Linked DNA regions of Sus scrofa: region 1 is linked to region 2. A link is a contact called in public Hi-C data. All regions are on one chromosome and are shown on one strand. Each heading gives the region's core, a stretch centred on a gene start, on an enhancer-like site or on the middle of the called end of the contact. The rest is flanking DNA. Distances are from core to core; before and after follow the strand shown.

The links. A called contact is a pair of places that touch in the nucleus more often than the background predicts.
Region 1: a contact with region 2 is called in a Hi-C map of embryonic fibroblasts, with 4 times the contacts expected there. The contact joins the promoter of SRP9 here to the promoter of ENAH in region 2. A contact is called at or near these places in 21 of 47 Hi-C or Micro-C datasets (adipose tissue, alveolar macrophages, brain and 13 more) and 1 of 2 datasets of contacts at active chromatin or transcription factors (skeletal muscle).

Annotation. Positions count from the first base shown.
Region 1 is chr10:13,710,281-13,713,532 of Sscrofa11.1, forward strand. SRP9 (signal recognition particle 9 kDa protein) reads left to right here and starts at 1,258. Exons shown (of 3, transcript XM_003130540.6): 1 at 1,258-1,481. The coding sequence starts at 1,410.
Region 2 is chr10:13,607,690-13,610,938 of Sscrofa11.1, forward strand. It overlaps ENAH (protein enabled homolog), which reads right to left and starts at 1,658. Exons shown (of 13, transcript XM_021064410.1): 1 at 1,182-1,658. The coding sequence starts at 1,186.

The sequences.
Region 1 (3,252 bases), core at 8-2,507, 100 kb after region 2:
GATCCACAGCTCTTAAGTCTGTATTATTATTATTATTATTTCTTTTTAGGGACACACCCATGGCATATGGAGGTTCCTGTAGCTGCTGGCCTACACCACAGCTCATGGCAATGCCAGATCCTTAACCCACTGAACAAGGCCAGGAATTGAAGCTGTGTCCTAATGGATGTTAGTCAGATTTCCACTGAGCCACACTGGGAACTCCTCCTCTTTTTGCCTATATTATTGCATGAGCATCTTAGGAGGTCTCCTTGCCTCCAGGCTTGCACCACTTCACCTCAGTCTTTGTGTGCAGCCAGAGCCGGATAAAATGCAAATCTGCTTAAAGCCCTTCCATGGACAGGAAAACTAATCTATGGTAGCAGAAAGCAGATCAGTGAGTGGGGGCAGCTGTGAGGGTGGTGGGATTGAATATAAAGAAGCATAAGGGAGCTTTCTGGAGATGAAGAGATGTTCTGTATCTTGATTATGACATATAGGCATATACCCAATGGGAATATATAAATATATTTTTCAAAAATGCATCAGCCTATATGCTTAAAATTAGTATGTTTTATTACATAAAATATACTTCAATAAACTTGATTAAGGAAAAACACCCTTCTGATCACTCCATTACTTAGAGAACAGAGTTCAAATTTCTTCTCCTGGCTTAAGTGACGACATGATTCCTTCCATTGATTCTTCCCTTCCCCCACCCCGCAAACACTCCTCACATTAAATACTCTACAAACCTCAAACGGGCCTAGATGTCTTGGCCGGCCTGGACTACCTGTTATAGAACATCCACCATGTTTATCAAGATTCAGCCTGCACCAACATCATTAGCGATCCCTCCACCCACACGTGATCATCCTTCCTTTGTGTTCCGATGTCCCGAAACAAATGTCTATCATATAAAGTCTTTGGCTGCATTCTTGTGCTTATGTCTCATTTCCCTTTTACTAAGCTGTAGGTGTGACAGCTGCACCCTATCATCTTCGTTTTTGCAGCTCCAGCGCTTTTCACTGAGCCGCTCAATCTTTGCAGAAGGAACCTGGGCTTTAGAAGAGCTGGTCAGCCCAAAAGACTGCGGGACAGACCCTCCCACTGCTCCTCCAGTCCTATAGAGGGCGCTGTGGTGGCCTCCGTCATCGCTCTGCTCTCAACTCCTCGGGGCCAGCTCTCAGAGCCGTATGCTCGGGGCTCCGCCTCCTCCTGGGCAATATCCCTCCTTCCCATTGGGCGAGGGCAGTCCGGACCGCCCAATGGAGCGAGGCGTTGGTGCGAGGAGGGGCCACCATCTTTGAGCGGTTGGGCCCCTGCCTCGGTGAGTGGCTGCGGGAGGCAGGGAGGTAGGTGGGCCACGGAGTATAGCCGCGCCTCGGGTCTTCAGCGGTGCGTGTCAACTGTGCCCCCGCGGACCCACGATGCCGCAGTACCAGACTTGGGAGGAGTTCAGCCGCGCGGCCGAGAAACTCTACCTCGCTGACCCCATGAAGGTAAATCGCTGGCGGGGTCTGTGCATCTGTCTCTGGGTCAGGATGGCTTTTTTCCCCGCCGCTCGGCCTCCGGAGCTTCTCCAGCTACTTAGGAGGTGCTGAGAGTGAGGAGAGACGGACCCCGCCAAGTGTGATTGTTTCTTCCGTCTCCTCCCTTATTAACGCCCCCAGGAAGCCCGGAAACCGGCAAAATCAGGGGTCATTTCAGGGCTTTTAGGAAGACGCCGCCCGAAATCCCTGAACTTAACCTCGATGGTCGCGGGTTTACGTGTCTCTAAGGGCGGGGCTCCTCCCCCTACTGGTTCAACCTTCTGTCCCTTAGTGTCTTAGTGCCCTTTTCCGGTATCACCTCGTATAAGAAAAAACGGTGATGTTTTTCTGCGACAGCAGAGAAGTTGTTGAAAGACCTCAATTTGGAGGTGTCTATAGCCCTTAGAAAGGCGGCTGTAGGTCACTTTGCTGTACAGCAGAAATTGACAGAATATTGTAAATCAACTGTAATAAATTTTTTTTTAAGTGGCTCTAAATTTTTTGGAAGTCAGTGCCCTCGTGAGAACATGAGAATGCTTGCACGCTTTCCTCAGAAAAGTGCACTTATACGTAAATGTTTGTAAATAACTGGGAGGTTCAAGGATCCCTGTAATTCATGGCCCCCACCAAAAAGTAAGCGGATCCCAGAGGTTTGCTTATTATTAAAGAGCAAAGAAGTCACAAGACGGACAGTTTAGCATTTGGGTCCTGATTTTTCTTCCTGTTGAGTTTTATTATCATCTAAATGCTAGTTGAAGCCGCTCCTCAATTAAAAATCTTGTTTGCTTTTTAGACCTAGGTAAGTAACAGGTGCTATAAAACATTCTTAGTTCCATTCTTTGCAATAAAATGATGTAATAATAAATGATGAAATGAGTTAGATATTATTGAAATTGAGTACTTTGTTTATGACACAATTTCTAGTTCCTCCATTTGGTTGATTTCCTTTGCTCATAGGGCCGTTTGTTTCTTTGTTCAAGCAGTGTACCATGAGGACAGTACAAGATTTTTGTCCAGAAGTACCCAGTGTAAACTGAAAATATTTGAAAAGATAGTAAAGAACATACAAATTCACATCGAGAGGAATCATTTTAAGAATGTGGTCATAATGGCAGGGAAAATGAAAATCAAATGGTAATTACAGAGCATTGCTGAGAATAAAGCCTAGTATAGGCAGGGAACCTTTGGGCTCTTTATCCATTCAGAAAATCCCAGTGGCCAAAAAATTTATGCCTCCTCATAATATCCTTCCACTGGTTTTTGGCTGATTTTTTTTTTTTTTTTTTTTTTTTTTTGTCTTTTGTCTTTTTGTTGTTGTTGTTGCTATTTCTTGGGCCGCTCCTGCGGCATATGGAGGTTCCCAGGCTAGGGGTTGAATCGGAGCTGTAGCCACCGGCCTACGCCAGAGCCACAGCAACGTGGGATCCGAGCCGCGTCTGCAACCTACACCACAGCTCACGGCAACGCCGGATCGTTAACCCACTGAGCAAGGGCAGGGACCGAACCCGCAACCTCATGGTTCCTAGTCGGATTCGTTAACCACTGCGCCACGACGGGAACTCCGGCTGATTTTTTTTGATAGGAGGGTGAGGGGTTGTGTGGGGAGAGGGAGCTTGACCGACAGTTTTATTGAGAACCTGCTCTGTGACAGGAGTTTTATGTATGTTTACTCATATAGTTTATGTGAACAGTTAAGACAATCTCTTGAGGTAGAGGAATAAACATCCTTAAGATGCATTAA
Region 2 (3,249 bases), core at 408-2,907:
TTCAAATCTCATTGTATTACTTTATAAAGGTCTTGGCAACGGTTAGCCATTAATCTTTTAACACAAAGGAGATTCAAATCCAAATGAACTGTAAGATTATCTCTTCCAGAAGACAGAAATGGAGTAATGTACTTTATCCCCAATTGTTTAACCTAAAAGGAAGGCCTTAAGGATGATAACGCAGAATGGATCAGCCTTCAGTCTACCAAGACTCATTTCTCACGAAGTCTTGCACCAATCCAAAAAGAGGTGGTTATGGACACAAAACGGGCTTAGGAAAGGCTGAAAAAAATCTCCAATGAATGACACACCACATCATGGTTTATTCTCTTACACAATTGGAGAAACAACAACGAAAAATATCACACCATATGTTTCACCGTATCGGTTAAAAAAAATATTTTACGACGGTACATTCAATTCTTTGGGGCTGAAAAAATCATCTAGCTTCTGTTCTATTGATTACAGAGGGACAGGAAAAAGCAGCTGCTGCAATGCAACACAGGCTGCTACAGAGGAAGGAGAGAAAAGCGTTTTCCAAACAAATCCCTCCCCCGCCCCCGTTTACACACCCCGGACAACTTATCCCAGCCGTTTACTGCGTCCCCCCAAAGAGAAGCCTAATAAATTCGTTCCCTTCCCCCACTATCGGAAAATTTCACCTTTCGGAGCTCCTCCACCTAGGGCTACCAGAGGACTTTATTCCCCGCAGAAATTTCAGATCTTTCAAACTTTTCTCCCTTTTTTAATTAAACACGAGAGTTCTGTAATAAAACTGCGCGAAATTTTTACATCTAGACGGAAAAATACCTGTTTCCCAGCAACATACACGCTTCGATTCTCGAACCCCTCCCCATCTCCCAGGTTTGGCTGGCCACGGCGGGGGGCGGGGGAGAGCCAGGAGCAAATTAAATTTACGAAGGGGAATCCTGGGCGAAAGAGGAGCATTTGAGGAAAAATGGGAGGACGTCGAAACGAGGACCCCCCCTCCAAGAAGAGCGGTTGGGGAGGATTACAAGAAAGAAAGAGAAATGAGAAGGGACAAAGGGGGAGGGGGAGAAAGAGAGCGGAGACCCGGGGAGACGCGCCGGGCCGGGAGACGGAAGGCGGGGTCCCGGGAGAGCGGGGTCGCGGCTCCGCGGCACAATGGCCCGCCGGCCCCCGCCCCGCGCGCCCCTCACCTCATGGTGCCGGCCGCGCCGAGGCTTCCCCAGCAGCCGGGAGTCGCGGGAGGCGCCGAGCCGAAGGGGGTCTCTCCTCCAGGGGCGGAGACGCAGCTCGGGGCCGGGAGACAAGTGTCCACCTCCTCCTCCTCCGGGCGCCCGCGGGGCTACACCATCTCCTCGCACAAAGCCGCGGCGCCGGCCGGGAGTGGGAGAGAAGAGGGCGAAAGAAAAGCTGGGGAGGGGGCGGAGAGGCCGAGGCGCCGAGCGGGTCCCGCGGCCGCCGCAGCCCCCCACCTCCTCCTTCTCCTCCTCCTCCTCCCCCGGGAGCTTCCTCGGCCGCCCTCGGAGGGGTGCCTGCCGAGGCTGCGCGCCCGGCCGCCGCTCCACAGGCCCGCGCCCGCCGCGCCCGCCGCCGCCGAGGCCGTGTGCAACCGGCAGCTGCGGCAGCCCGGGAGGAGAGTCTGGATCGCCGCGAGGAACCCGGGAGGAGGCGGGGCGCGCGGCGGAGGAACACGCAGGCGCCGCCCTCCTCCCCTCCTTCCCCCGGGGGCGAGGGGGCGGTGCGGGGCGGGGGGAGGCGGGGGGCCGGGCGCCGCCCCCACACCCCCTGCCGGCCCGGGCCCCCGCCGGACTGCGGAGAGCGGGGAGGGGCGGGAGCGGGCTCGGCGACGGCGGGTTAGCAAAGGCTCTTTGTTGCTTTGCCACCCCGCCCCCTCCAGCCCCCTGGGATCGGGACTGCCCACCCCCTAACCCGCTGTCGGCGGGGTTCCTCGCCCCGGGCTGTCCTTGGCCGTGGGTCCCCCGCCCCGCGCTGGCCTCCCACTCCCCTGAGGCTGGGGGAGCTCCCGGGTCTCCCCCACGCCGGCGTGCGGAGATTGGGGCGCCGGGACCTCCCGGCGCGGAGAACCAGGAGGCGGCGACCGGAATGCGTGACTGGGCACAGGGCCGGGCCGGGGGACTCCGGATCTGCCGGCGGCCGGGTGCCCTCGCGCGGGACTTGTCCTCAGCTCGCCCTGTTGCTATCTCAGGATCGGGACCTGCCAGTCGCTGGGCATCCCGACCAGCCCTGCGGCCCGCCCCCGCCGCGCGCTGCTCCCGGCGATTCCTCCAGGGTTGGGGGGAGGGGGGACGTTTAAATGGAAAATATGGTCATCATTGTTCGCTTCGCTCCTTTGCTTCCCGAGGAATCCCAGTGTGCTGTGCCGATTTAACGAGCTGATATGCACACACTATGTATAGGGATGACTTCATCCCCGAAAGAACGCAGCCAACTCGCGGGGAAACGCAGTCGCCGGGAGACGCGCGCGGCATCGTGAACAGCCGCAAGAGTGAAGATGAGAAACGCAGCGGGTGAAACCGCTTTCTATCGTCATTAGCAAAGAGGGAATTCCGGCCCGGGAGTGGGGGCGGGGAGGGTTGTGAACTAACGATAGTTTTAAATTTCCCATCATTCGTTTGGTCTTGAAATCACCTCCTTTAAAAGGTAAACGTAAAATGCTGGCGAAGCAAACTCAAAGTCAATGGCGAGGCTGGGGGTTGTCATCCAGAAAGCCAGAATTTATAGTTTGGGGAGTTTGTAGCTATACAAAAGCAAATCCAAAAATCAGATGAAAATTTAAACTGGACAAATTGTAGGCCTCTTGTAGTCCTGAGAAGGGGTGTGTATTTTTTTAAGATAACCAGTGTGGAAAAGATCCGTTTCAGCTGAGTTCCCCTGACTGAAGGATCTAATCTAAAATGGAGGACCTGCCATGACTCCATGAATCGATGCAAAAGTTTTGGTGTTTTATTTTAAGATAGAGGTACAATTCAAATTATAGTTTTGACAGTTGAGATCATTTACACTTCCAAAAGAAAAGTGAACAAGTTATATAGTCATACTTGGTCAATGCCTTGCTTGTGTGTAATAGAACTATGTGGCCCAGTTTTAACTATAAAAAGCTTCCCAGTTTCAGACTCAATACTGAGTTATTTTTTTCTTTTTGGAACCTGCAGCCTCAAACCAACAGCCCTGTAGACTCAGTGACCTGGAGCTATGGCAGGGGACCAAGGGAGGCCTCAGGTAGCAAAAAAGCAGAGTGCC